2 separate regions of the Oryza sativa genome follow, and region 1 is linked to region 2. A link is a contact called in public HiCAR-type data. All regions are on one chromosome and are shown on one strand. The core of a region is the stretch at or near the end of the contact, and the rest is flanking DNA. Distances in the headings are between cores, read along the strand shown. Region 1 holds the start of LOC4330632 (MYB-like transcription factor ODO1). Region 2 holds the start of LOC4330606 (protein trichome birefringence-like 19).

What was found. HiCAR-type assays count read pairs that join an accessible place to other places.
Region 1: a HiCAR-type map of leaf shows a contact between it and region 2, with 2.5 times the contacts expected there. The contact joins the promoter of LOC4330632 here to the promoter of LOC4330606 in region 2. A contact is called at or near these places in 3 of 15 Hi-C or Micro-C datasets (leaf and an unstated tissue) and 1 of 4 datasets of contacts at active chromatin or transcription factors (leaf).

The regions. Positions count from the first base shown.
Region 1 is chr2:31,032,088-31,038,855 of ASM3414082v1, forward strand. LOC4330632 (MYB-like transcription factor ODO1) reads right to left here and starts at 3,896. Exons shown (of 3, transcript XM_015769385.3): 1 at 3,678-3,896; 2 at 3,413-3,542; 3 at 2,539-3,317. The coding sequence starts at 3,810. The coding sequence ends at 2,813. It overlaps LOC4330633 (mediator of RNA polymerase II transcription subunit 23), which reads right to left. Exons shown (of 20, transcript XM_015769629.3): 17 at 6,637-6,768; 18 at 6,340-6,521; 19 at 5,780-5,883; 20 at 4,979-5,605. The coding sequence ends at 5,404.
Region 2 is chr2:30,835,550-30,842,305 of ASM3414082v1, forward strand. It overlaps LOC4330606 (protein trichome birefringence-like 19), which reads left to right and starts at 1,621. Exons shown (of 3, transcript XM_015768416.3): 1 at 1,621-2,136; 2 at 2,218-2,769; 3 at 2,871-3,274. The coding sequence starts at 1,672. The coding sequence ends at 3,104. It overlaps LOC107276830 (protein trichome birefringence-like 19), which reads right to left and starts at 6,613. Exons shown (of 2, transcript XM_015771054.3): 1 at 5,980-6,613; 2 at 4,974-5,896. The coding sequence starts at 6,453. The coding sequence ends at 5,123.

The DNA.
Region 1 (6,768 bases), core at 2,646-5,145, 200 kb after region 2:
CGTTGTGCCACCGAGCGCGCGCGTGACCGCGATGCGCACGAAGGATAAAAAGGCTCGGTGTAATTGTGTGCGCTCCAAAAAAAGGAGAAAAAAAGAAGGCGCAGGGCCATGCACGCACCACATGATGACGCCTCGACGGCTCGACGCCCTTAACTTGCAAGGCGATCTATGGTGGATTGGTGGATCGCGCGATGGCGGTCGATCTCGATCATATATATTCTCGTGTCAACGTCGTCGTCACCGCGGCCGCAAGACGTACTCCACGCGGCCGCGCGCGAGCGACAGACCGACGGCTCTCCCGCTTTTGATGTTGATAATTCGGGTACCAAACTCGATCACTTTTGCAGAGTCGCTTATGTATTGGCCCGTCACGTCCGTCGACAACAGTAGCTATAGCCAGGAAATAGTAACTTATATGGCTTCCTTATTGATCACGGTTAGCTAGCTAGGCCTGATCAGGCCTTCAACTGACGTGGATTATATTCATCTCGACGAAAACTACTCAACAACAACAAGCACATAAACATGTTCGTCTGTAGTGTAGACTGTAGTACTATAGTCTATACTGTTCATCTTTTACCCGTAACTAGTACTGTAGACTGTAGTGCGTGTTGTACAGAGAAAATTCTGCAAATTGGTAAGGATTTGGTGTGTGTGCGGATTAGCATGCGTGTGCATGGCGAATTAAGGCGCGGCGGCCGGCCGTGCCACCGCCCCACGGAAGACGGCGGCTGCTTTGGTTGGGGGCAGGCAGGGATGGCCGGCCGCGGGCAGCCAACCGCAACAGCGCACGCTTCCACTAAAAAACCTGTAGTAGTATTCTATCTTCACTCAAAGCCCCCCCAAAGCTTCTTTATTCCCTCGCACTGACCACGACTGTTTGTTCATCAGACGACCTGAGAGAGAGAGAGAGAGAGAGAGAGAGAGAGAGAGAGAGAGAGAGAGCAACGGTAGTAGAGTAAAAAGCTTATTACGTGGGGGCAGTGGCACGATCGATCGATCTAGGATAGATCCGGGTTACGGTTTGTGGCATCATTGCAGCATTTGACACATGCCACCTGCAGCCGCGCTCTAATTTGCTTCGCTCTGAAAAAGTTAGTGTCGCCGCCCGCCCGCCCGCCAGCCGTGGCGAGCCACCTGGGCCTTTGCCGGCCGCTCGTCGATCGCCGGCCGGCCCCGTACTGCTGGCTCTCGCGCGCTCGCTCGCTGCTGCTGCGTGCAATGCATGAATATGAGGTGAATTTTGAGGGCATCATGATTTGTCGGCATCGATTGTTCATGATTTGGCACCGTGCCTGCGACTGCGGATTGGTGATCATACTAGGACTTTGCACTGATTTCCTTTTCTTTTTTTTTGCGGGTAGCAGCGAGCGCTTGAGACGTGAATGATCAGTCGATGCGATGCGATGCAGTGATGCGTCCTACTATTACTCTCTTTACACTTTTACAGGCATGCATGCTGCGCCTCAAGAGGCGGTCCGGACCGCATGCTATGATGTATGCAGCTATGTACATACGTGCCTGTTCAGAAGTCAGAAGGGTCGCGTTTGAGACGTCAGGGCCTTATTTTCAGTACTACTCCTAGCTACGATCAGAAGAAAATTTAAACATACGTTTACAATGTACTAATTAATACATTATCGTGTTATCTACTCATAATCTCATATGCGTTGTAATGTACTAATACATTATCATCAGGTACCCTTTCGATTGATTGGCCTATTGCAAGTTTGGAACCACGAAAGGGTAAGGTGACGCAAGCGCTACGCCATGGTGAGGTCACGCGGAGGAGGGGGCGCATGCAGGCGCGCAGCTGCCGCCATCGGCATGCAGTGACATCGTGGTGCAAACTGCAGGGGACGTCAGGTCGATGGGACACTGCACGCACGTAGCTCTCGCGGGTCGCCGCCCGGCGGATCGGCTGCGGGGCACATCGACCGATCACACGTCGGGCAGGGGCGTATGCGTATGTATGTGCGGCGGCCACCCAAAAATGTCAACCTGGGCCGCGCGGCGCCGGCGACCGGGCACCTACCGGCCGCCGGGCCGAGCACCGAGTGGCAGTCGACACCACGCCGACGACGCATCACGCATGTACGTGCGTAGGCGGTAGTGCGATACAAGCTAGCTTCGTTTTCATACTTTCATGGCTGACAAGTGTGTCTGGCACTGTATAATGTGCCTGGTATCCTCAAGGGGCCTTGATCAGTTGATCGTTCGGAGTGTCAAATCACACGCTAGCTTTGAGTGTTGTTGCTTAGTTTTATTCTCGTCTAAACCTCGCCAAATAAAGAAAGCGTTTTCAGGAGGATGCTTTTGTGTAGTGTAGCCTTTCTATCCCTTGATTGGTCCACGCACGGTTTAGAAATTTTAGATCATGGTATGTTCTGAATACTACTCCACTAAAGTGCTACTTTATCCAGACTGGAGATAAATCTGGTGAGCTTGGCTCCAGGCTCTCTGCTGTGTGTCATCATTTGAACAAATCCATGTATTCAACCAAGCTCCTTTTAAAAGAACTTTCTCAAGAGCAAAAAAGAAAAAAAATGGACTAAGATTTTGATGTTTGCTCATAAGGGATGGATTCCCCGAAATGAAGTGAACTGCAACTGCTTGAACACTTTCTACATTTTTTATCACAAAACACACCAAACCATTTCTTCTCTTCTTCATTGTCAACAAATATGCATGCTTGTCATGGACGAATTCAATATAGGAAAACAAAGAAGAGTGAAAGAAGAAGATATGAATCTCAACTTCACGGCCAATCTAATTCTACTCACGGACGTAAACTCTCCTGTCAGGATCAGGATCACATCCACACATCTTGATCAAAGCCAACGTCAGAGCATTGGTCGAACAACATATCGACGCCAATGGCGCTGCAGCCGCCATCGTCGCCGCAGGCAGACAATAAGCCAGCCCAGTCAATGTCAAGAATGGCATCCACCTCGAAGAGGCCGGGCCAGTCCACGTCCGCGCCGGGTGTCGCGGCGGAGGCCGAGGCGGACGAGGAGCATGACGACGACACGGCGGAGGCGGATGAAGCAGCGCAAGCGACGCCCTGTGGCTGGGCGCTCGTCGGCGTCTCCTCCTCCTCCTCCTCCTTGTCGTCGGCACCGGTGCCGCCGGAGACGGACGGTTCATGCTGCTGCTGCTGCTGCTTCAGGGGATCAGGCTGAGCGAGTGACATCACCGGCCGGTGAGTGACGGGATCAAGGCCCATCTTCTTGAGCTTCTTCTTGATGTGGGTGTTCCAGTGGTTCTTGATCTCGTTGTCCGTCCTCCCGGGGAGCCGTGCCGCAATCTTGGACCATCTGTACGCACGCACGCGACGCACAAAAACACCATGAGATTTTGGATCGAGTGGCGGCATGCATGCGGCAGCATCTGATTTTGGAGGCATTGTCACCTGTTGCCGAGCTGCTCGTGGAGGTCAATGACCAGCTTCTCCTCCTCTTCGGAAAGGAGGCCCCTCTTGAGGTCGGGCCGCAGGTAGTTCGTCCACCTCAGCCGGCAGCTCTTCCCACACCTGAGCAGCCCTGCGAGTGAAACATAGCAAAAACCCGAAGGCACAGTCACTCCCATTGCAGTTGCAGGACGATCTGCATGTTAACGCGAATCCTTTTCCCTTTCGCGCATCAGATGGAAACACATGGTCATGCATGCTCATGCACCTGCGAGCTTGGGGACGAGCCTCCAGCAGCAGTGGCCATTGGAGAGGAGGAAGGTGACCAGCTTCTGGTCCTCGTCGGCCGTCCATGGCCCCTTCTTCAGGCCAACCTTCTCGCAGCACGGCTGCCTGCCCATCACACGCTGATCCCTGATTTGCGAGGCTATCTGTATCTCACGAGAGGGATGAACTGAGCCTGATGAGCTCACCCGAGTCTTAATTTGGAGAGGTTCCGGCGCTGCTCGGGGATTAATAGATGCGGCCAGAAGTGGAAAGGCCGAGGCGAGTCGTAGGCGTGACGGCGTCAGGCCGTCACTGACATCGGCTGCGAGCCTCCTGGCCCTCCAGGCCTCCAAAATGCTGTTACGCGTACACGTGTAATCTGGACTGAGCTCTCGACGGGGGCGTTGTCTGCGTAGTGTCAGTACCACTGCAGTCTGCAGAGGATCCACGTCCTTGAGCAGTTGTGTCACAGCTCGCTCACCCTGTGCACAGCAGCACAGGACAACTTCTACGAGTACAATACAAAGCATTTTTGCATTCTCTAGTGATATCCATTATTCACCAACGGAAACGGAGTATACTCCAACGGAAATAAATATAGAGAAATCACATATATATATATATATAAATTTTTACTTGTAGCAAAATTTTTAATTCATTAAATTTAGTAGTAAAAGTATTACTTATAGTGACGTGGACAAATTATAGACGTTCAACTTTTACAAATCTCATACGTCCATTTTTTTTATCCTATAATAGTTTCTATGTTTATATGCAGTTTCTACCGTATATTTTCGCCAACAACTATGCAACACATCCACCACCTTGTTATGTTTGATAAGATAAGCTTGTGTTGACCCTATAATGGTATATAACCATGAACCTTCGGCGTTTACAAAGCCAACCTCGATGTAGTACTGTCTACAGTAGTCTGCAGTGCAAGAATGCGGAGGTAGTAACCTGAACGAACGATATTTTGAGCATCCCCTTTCGAAGATGTGCATTCAAGTAACATGATAGCCACAGCTCACGGTGATAGTACATTGTTCACAGCTGCCCACTTATGGGAATGGTCGTTATCTGAAATGTGAGTGGTCCGTTCTCTCCGTAACAAATTTGCAAGAATTCAATCTTCTGATAAGAACCGTACATGGATGGCGAGGCCTGACTCTGACCATCAACCAACTGCTTGTCTAATAGCATCACTCCACTGATTGCCGCGCATTCCTGCGGTCGTGCAAATAAATACAGCTCTGACGAGCTGCAACCTGAATGGAGTAACGAATAATCGTATGCCTGGCCTGATAGAATTTGGTGTTTATGTTATAAATTCTGAATCAAGTATTTTACATTCATGTACAACAACGCTAGCTACAAAGTGAAAACATGGATCGGGAGAATAATGTCTCTCTCTAACCACTAGGGCAATCTCAATCTACATCCCGGCCTAATGAAGCTATTAGTTACAACTACTGTAAATCATCAACCTTTATCCCTCCAGCAAGATCTAGGGGATGAGGTCTGGTCTATTTTACAACATTCATGAACTTGTAATTTTCATTTAACAGGCTAATTTTCATTCATGAATTTGTGATGGCCATAAGGAGCAAGCAAATTTTCATTTAACAAGCAGCGGCAATTAGAATCTCGCCTTCTAGAAACACATTCGAACAACCTCCCATCTTTCCGACTGAAATATGTCAGTTCTCCTCCATGGCCTTGTAATACTAAGATGGGTTTTGAACTAACTTGGGGTGAGTAGCTGCGTAAACTGAAGAGTTTGGATCAGTCTTCAGGTGGGATAGAAGATGTTGCACATCTGGCCTCAGAATTTCCATTACTTTCCCACATAACGTCAATATCTCTAGTTTGGGCTTGCTAGTGCTCTGAACGGGACCTCCTTGACCCTCATACATGACTGCATGGTGCCTATTTTAGCAACAAAGAAAAAAAATAACTGTTATAAGACTATATATAGAGAACGATGCAGTGAGAATATAATGCAGAATGAGTTATGCAGTAACAATTAGTGTAGAAGGAGAACTGAAACAAACTGCATGCCAGGGAAGATGACAAGTGCGGAAAAGATGAAGTGCGCCTTACAAGAAGTCAATTATGTCAGCAATTTCCGATGCCTCCACAGGAGGTGAAGCCTGAGAATTCTTCCCAAATACATCCCCCAACACATTGAACAGCAAAGCCAAGGTCTGTAGATCCCAGCAGCATATACTAAATTAGTAGAGAACGGAAGACAGTAGTTTCTTCATATAGAATTACTGTGGTGTGTAGGTCAAGATGAACAAATCTCGTAATAGGATGTACATGGACCATAGAGTAATAAAGCAAAAGTGAACTGCAGTTCGTTTTTTAGCTTAATTGCATAAAAGGACAACACAAAGCAATACAGAAAACTACATAATGTTTTTTTTCTGTGTTCGATTAGTAGGTTATGCCACCAAAAGATGTAATTAAATAAAATTTTGAAGATGTTAAGAGACAAAGCACGATCCTGTAATAGCTACTGATTGCAAGTAAACATATATTGATCCAGTTCAAAGCGCCAATATCATACGAAGTTGTCCCCAGCAGTTAACTCAAAATCAATTCCAATTTATTAATGCAAAAATCTAACCATCAGGAAGTGGTAAGCAAACCAAGAATACCTTCATGAACAGAGGTCGAGCAAAGGCTAGACGAGGCAACAAGGGACCCAATATGCGGAAAGCAATTCTTAACATGGCAACTGAGTTGACTGGCCGAAGATGCTTGATGACGGTATGGGTAGATTCAAGCCATTCATGTGGAAGATTGCTGAAAAACGAGTGAAGAAGGGCAACGATGTTACCTGCAAGCAAGGTGGAACATACACATAAGGGGAACTGTGATACATAAGCTAAAGTTTAGCTATATAAGCAAAATATCGAACATGTGAAGAACACAGCAAAGCTTTGTTCTTATACCTATGGCTGTAGATGTATTGTCTTGAGAAGCCCAAGTAGGATCCAACAGTGCATACCCAACAGCAGAATCAAGCTCTTTAACAGGCCTTGAACTATCAGCAAGCCACCAACAATCTTTTATGATCCGGGCTG
Region 2 (6,756 bases), core at 371-2,870:
GATCATGTCTGGTGAGTTCATTCTTCATCCTGATTGAATATGATCTGCAAATGTAACCGGATATTTCAAGCAGAGAAAGAGCCCAGACATCAAGCTGAACTTTGGAACAACCAAGGTTTAGCTTTGACAAGTGCCCTCCATTCTGCAAGCTGTGGAAACTCTCGAGGAAGCTACGGAGGAGATCCAATTCACTGACTCTATTTTGTTTATCTTTGATCGCTGGAAATCCCATTTATTTTGTTGGTTACTATGGTCTGAATTCTGAAACGATTGAGCTCCTGCAGAGTGCAGGGCCCCCTTGTTTTCCAGTTTCCACGGCGATGATGCGTAGGAATGTAAACCAGACTTTTGGGACCCAGTTTACTGAATTTGGCACTGCGCCCTGTGTTTCTGCTATCTATTCCTTTCCTTGTCTCTAGATCAGAGGTTGTGTGAATTTTGTTCTGCAAATGAAATGATCATGTCTTTCTGATCGTGTTTGGTAGATTATTCAGATCGAATATAATCAGAAACTTAATCGGATAGTAAAAACAGAGTTTGGTTGGGGGGAAAAAAATCTTGGCATGTCTGGCTACCATCAAGCACAAAGTTAAATTTCGGAGCAAACAAACTCCAGTTTTTACTAGTGCTCTGCATTCTGCGAACGTGGAAACCAAGGAAGCTACGAAGCAGATCCTATTCACCAACCTTCCTATTGTGTTTTTATCTCTGACCACTGAAAATTCGATTGCTTTTGTCTCAAACTACTCCCTGCAGGCTGCAGCCTGCAGGGTGCCCTGGTTTCCACAGCGATCATGCGTAGGAATGTACTAACTCGGATTGTCGGGACACAGGTTTGCACGTTGTCCAGGAAACTGAATTTGACTTGAATCAAGTTGTGCACAAAAGAAAAATATGATGGTATGATTCTGAAAGCGACATCAGATTCTGAATCGAACACGGTAGCGTGAACAGTTTTGAGGTCCTAAACATCTCTGCAACCTGCCAATCATCCGGCAGTTTGCAGCGGTAGGGCTTCTGTTACCAAACTAATCAGTAATTAGAGTAGGTACAGTAGAATGACTCAGCAGGCTCTTAAAAAAAACTACACATCAGCAAAATATTACGTGGAAGGAAGAGAATCAAGGAGAGAGAGAATAAAGCGAGCGACTAATCTGTCGCCGGCGGTAGCACGGTTTCTCACGCGCATATCACTCGCAAGCAGCCAGCACGGGCGATAGGAAATAGCTTTTGTGGGCCCGCACCAACCCTACCTGATCCTGTGTGCGTTTTCCCTTCCGCTCCCCACTCCACACGGTCTTTCTGGTGTCTGATGGCTTGTTCAAATGGTCACAGGGATAGTGTTCACTCTTAATCCTATATGATTAATATGTGCATGAATAATTAATTGTTTAAATGATAACGTGCAGTTAACATAGTAGCCTATTAATTGTACTAGTTGATTTTAGTACTAACTATAAAATGATATGGAGGTAATTGGAGCTGTCAACGGCCTACACTATTAACCTTGCTCTTACGGATTACTATAATGTCTCCGTTAGTCGTGCAATGCAGATTTTGACCTCCACCGCCACGACGCCACCAACAAGCTAAAGCGAAGAGTAAACCATACTACTCTGCACCCTCCATTTCTCCTCTCCCAAGAGCACATCTCCTCGCTCTGATTTCATCATGAAATCGCAGAAGAACAACCTGCCTCTTCCCAAGCGATCGGCTGCCATCGCTGCGCCGATCGCTCTCCTCCTAGTGGTCGGGCTCATCTCGCTCTATGACTTCACCTTCGCTGATCGCTACCCGAACATTGACGCCGCCTCGTCATCGTCGTCGTCGTCGTCGTCGCCGTCTCCGGCCACCGTGAGTAAGTGCAACCTTACGCGGGGCGAGTGGGTGCCGGACGGCGAGGCGCCGTACTACACGAACCTGACGTGCCCGTTCATCGACGACCACCAGAACTGCATGAAGTTCGGCAAGCCGAGCCTCGAGTACGTGAGCTGGAGGTGGAAGCCGGACGGGTGCGAGCTCCCCCGCTTCGACGCCGCGAGGTTCTTGGAGGCCATGAGGGGCAAATCCATGGCGTTCGTCGGCGACTCGCTCGCCAGGAACCACTTCAAGTCTTTGCTGTGCCTCTTGTCCAAGGTGCGTAGATCAGTCTTGGCTTCTCTCTGCTCGATCTGTTGGTGATGAAATGGAGGCCGCTTGGTTATGAGTGTGTCGCAGGTGGCGCAGCCGGTGGAGCTCGTCGGCGCGGCTCCGGAGATCGACGTGACGGGGAGGGCGGTCCGGCGAGACTTCCGGTACGACAGCCATGGCTTCACGGCTTCGCTCTTCTGGTCGCCCTTCCTGGTCAAGGCCAACCTAGCGAACGCGACGCTCGGCTTGTGGGACCTCCACCTCGACACGGCGGACGCCCGGTGGGCGGCGCACGTCGCCGAGTTCGACTACGTCGTCCTCTCGGACACCAACTGGTTCCTCCGCCCGTCGGTGTACTACGAGGGCGGGCGCGCCGTCGGCCGCAACGGCGCCGCCCCCGTCACCAACGCGACCGAGATCGCCGTGCCCCGCGCCGTGCGCGCCGCGTTCAGCACGGCGCTCGGCGCGCTCGCCGCGGCGCCGGGGACATTCCGAGGCAAGGCGATCCTCCGGTCGGTCACCCCCGCGCACTTCGAGAACGGCGAGTGGAACACCGGCGGCGACTGCGTCCGCACCCGCCCGTTCCGGCGCGACGAGCGCGCCCTGGGCGCCGTCGAGGCCGAGTACCTCGCCGTGCAGGTGACAAGAACCTCAACACACCCTTTTGCATTTTCCAAGATTCCTATCGAACTCTCCGATTTAGCAACAGAAAATGTTGATGCGATCTGCTCGTGCCGCAGGTCGACGCGGTCAGGGAGGCGGAGGCGGCGGTGAGGAGGAACGGCGGCGAGCTGCGGCTGCTGGACATCACCGAGGCGATGGACCTGCGGCCGGACGGGCACCCGAGCCGGTACGGGCACCCGCCGGGCGGCAGCGTGGAGGGCAGCTTCGTTGTGGATTGCCTGCATTGGTGCTTGCCGGGGCCGATTGACCTGTGGAGCGAGCTGCTGTTCCACATGCTGGTTGATCAATAGTACTAGTATATACTCGTTCAAGTAGATCATGAGTTCAATTGCTCTACCAAAATTTCAAAGTGCTGCTTGTGGAATGCAATTGGTGCATTATACCTGGAAGATCATTTATGTGAAATCTGGAAAACTGTACTGTTCTGTAAATTGAGAAAGGCTAATAGATTGATTTTTTTTAGATGATAGATAGAAACAAGACTTTGTTTCAATAGAAGCTACAACCCCTTGTTACATCGTCCCTGACATAAAGCCAAATATGATACTACCTTCGTCCCATTTAAGTGTTAAGTGTAGTTGTGGGTTTCCGTGTCCAATATTTGGCTCTCCGTCTTATTTAAAAATTGTATGAAAAAATTAAAAAAAAATAAGTAACACATAAAGTACTTTTTATGTTTTATCATCTAATTACAATAAAACTACCAATCATTAAAAAAATTCAAATAAAACAAACGGTCAAACGTTGGATACGGAGATCCACAACTGCACTTACAATGTGACGAATTGAGTAATATCTAACAAATAATAAAGAAAAGATAAATTTAAGACCCACCAACAAAAAAAAGGGAAGAGATACAATTATTCATATAGCAATCCTATTAGTAAATCTCCATCCAAAGTTCACGAATATTTACATGACCATTGTCTTCAAGTTCCACTTGCAGGATTGACGAATTCTGTTTTCATCATGTCTTTGTAGCTTACCTAAACTGAAGCCAAATTGTCCTGAAAAGTACTTGTATATGATTTCTGGCATGCAAGATTGATTTTTTTTTCCTAAAGTGATATTGCACTTGCTAAACTCAATTGATCGATTTAAGTTTGTTTGCCTTTTGAAAAAAAAACAGAGAGAGAGAGAGAGGGCAGATGCACATTGTTCCAAACAAACACTGGGGTCGTTGACACTCCTATTTTATGAGGGACATTAGGTCAAGCTTCCTGTTCTTCTAAAAGAAAAATGGAAACTATGTCAAACTGTTAATCTTGTTGACTTGATTTAAATGAATACTCCTATTTTCTGTCTCGTGATTTATGCATGGTGACCATGTGGAGTGGAGATCCATGACTCCAAACTTCAATTCTCCAAAGTCCAACCGAGTAACCGACATTGCCATTGGCGTCTGGAGGCACAAAACTGGGAACTCAACGACGTGGAACGTGTACGCCATGATACCTGCCTTGTGGTAACAACTCCAGAAATGGAACCAAATGTCCAGATCGTGATCAGGAGCTGAGCAGACACTGCAGATATCATAATTAATCGTAATGTCCTTTCTATAACATAAGAAGTGCTTACTTAAAGTGCTTTGAGCTTAGCAGTTCAGCAAACATCTCGATGGGGGCCCTCCTCATTGGATTCTAAACAGATACTCTGTATATCATATGTTAGAATTCAGAATGTACTTACGTCAAAAAAAAATCAGAATGTAAAGATATTCAGTTAACAGCTATCTGAAGTTCTTTTTATGAATAACTTTTAAACGAGATGCAGTATTCCAGTTCTGCTGCAATTAATGTCCAAGATGCTGCCTGCTCAGCTTAATTCTACATCTTGGATCTGATCATCCCTTCAGAATTGATAATCCGTCCAAGCACACTGGGTTGACTTCGACGTGATACTATGGTTTTTGTTTATGCTGTCAGGAGGCCAACTGAGCACATTCTGTAAACCAGGAGAAAATCGCATCCAGTGCACACATGCTATCAGCAGTGAACTAGAGAGCTCAATTAATCTTCTTTTATGAGATGAGATGATATTGGCGTTTCAACCGGAACGAGTGGACGTCCAATCGAGTGATTAAAAGAGTTTCCGTTTCAACTGAGAAAATTGGCATTTCTTTTTACCGAAGAAAGCTTCTTTTGCGTTCTGTTGCAGGATGTCTCAATCGAACTTTTTGTACCTCAGTAAAACATCAAATGCGGTGTGACATCAATTCGCATCCAAAATTCCAAATGCATGCCACTTGTACAATACAATGCGAAGGAAGAGAAAACTAAGACTAGGTAGATGTATCATGCTCAGTTGCCTAACCACGGAGCAAGTGGAGCAGCAGCTCGTTCCAGGCGTCGACGGGGCCAGGCAAGCACCAGTGGACGCAGTCGATGCCGAAGCCGACCTTCTCGTGCGGCCAGTGGCCGTACTGCCCAGGGTGCCCGTCGCCGCGCATCTGCATCATCCCGCTGACGTCCATCAGCAAGAACCTCCCACCCGCCGCCGCCGCCGCCGCGGCGCGGAACTCCTCCACCTGCGCGGCGTGGAACGCGGCCTCCGTCTCCGGGAGGCCCGTCTCGTCGCTCCGCATGGGCCGCGTCCTCAGGCAGTTCCCGCCGTCGTACCACTTGCCGTTCTCGTAGTGCGGCGGCGCCACCGTGCGGACGATCACCGTGCCGCGGAACACGGGGTGCTCGCGCAGCGCGCGGAGCGCGGTCCGGAACGACGCGCGCACCGCGTACTCCGGCGGCGCCGTGGCGGCGGTGGCGTTGGGATCGCCGCCGTGACAGTCGTTGTTGCACCCGACGAGGCGGCCTCCCTCGTAGAGGATGGTGGGGCGGGTGAACCACTTGGCGCCGTTGAGCACGACGTAGTCGTAGCCGGCGACGCCGCGCGACCACTCCGGGTCGGCCTCGTCGAGGAACACGTTGTGCGGGTCCATGAACTGCAGCGCGCCGGCGCGCGTCAGGTTCCACCGCACCAGGAACGGCGCCCAGAACACGCACACGGTGAAGTTGTGCGCGCGGTAGTGGTACTTGCGCGTGCAGTGGATGCAGTCCTTGGCCTCGATCTCCGTCGGGAACTCCACCTGCTCGGCGACGATGTGTCAAGCACCGAAACGCGCGCCGTTACGTGCAACGTCGACGGCGGCGAGTGTACAAACGCGCGTACCTTGGAGAGGAGGCACATGAGCGACTGCATGTGGTTGCGCGCGACGGAGTCGCCGACGAAGGCCATAGACTTGCCGCGCACGAGGCGGAGGAAGGCGGCGGCGTCGAAGCGGGGGAGGTCGCAGCCGTGGGGACGCCACCGCCACCGGAGGATGGACTCCAGCCCAGGCTTGCCGTACTTCATGCAGTCCTGCCGGCTGTCGATCAGCGGGCACGTCTCGTTGGTGTAGTACGGCGCCGCCGGGTCGGGCACCCACTCCCCCCTCGCGACGTCGCACGCCGCGCCTCCTCCGCCGCCGCTGGCGTAGCTTGCACGGGTCGACGACGATCTCGCCGACGTGCCATCGATGTACTGGCGTGTGCTCAGCTTCAGCGAGGAGTAGTTGCAGACGGTGAAGGCGACAAGGAGGAGGAGGATGAGGAGAAGCCCGGTGGTGGAAGCCGCTCTCCGGACGAGCAGGTTGTTGTGCTTCATTTCGACCGTTTTGCGAGAGAGGGCAAGATGAGTGCTCTGCTGATGTTTTCATCAACTTTTGGGAGTTAAGGGACGGTGGATTAATTTGGGATGTGCTATCTGTTGCTAGCTGCGTCGCGCCAACGTGCACGAACATGTGCTGCTTGATCCAGCACGTAGTCGCCACAAACTCAGGGAGTCAACTCAATTCTCTGCATGAATGAATATAACAGAATACTCCCATTGTTTACTGCACTGTGCGCATGGAGGAAATGTTCATTGCTCACCGGTGATTGGTACGGCCAAACGGCACTCGTGCTACCG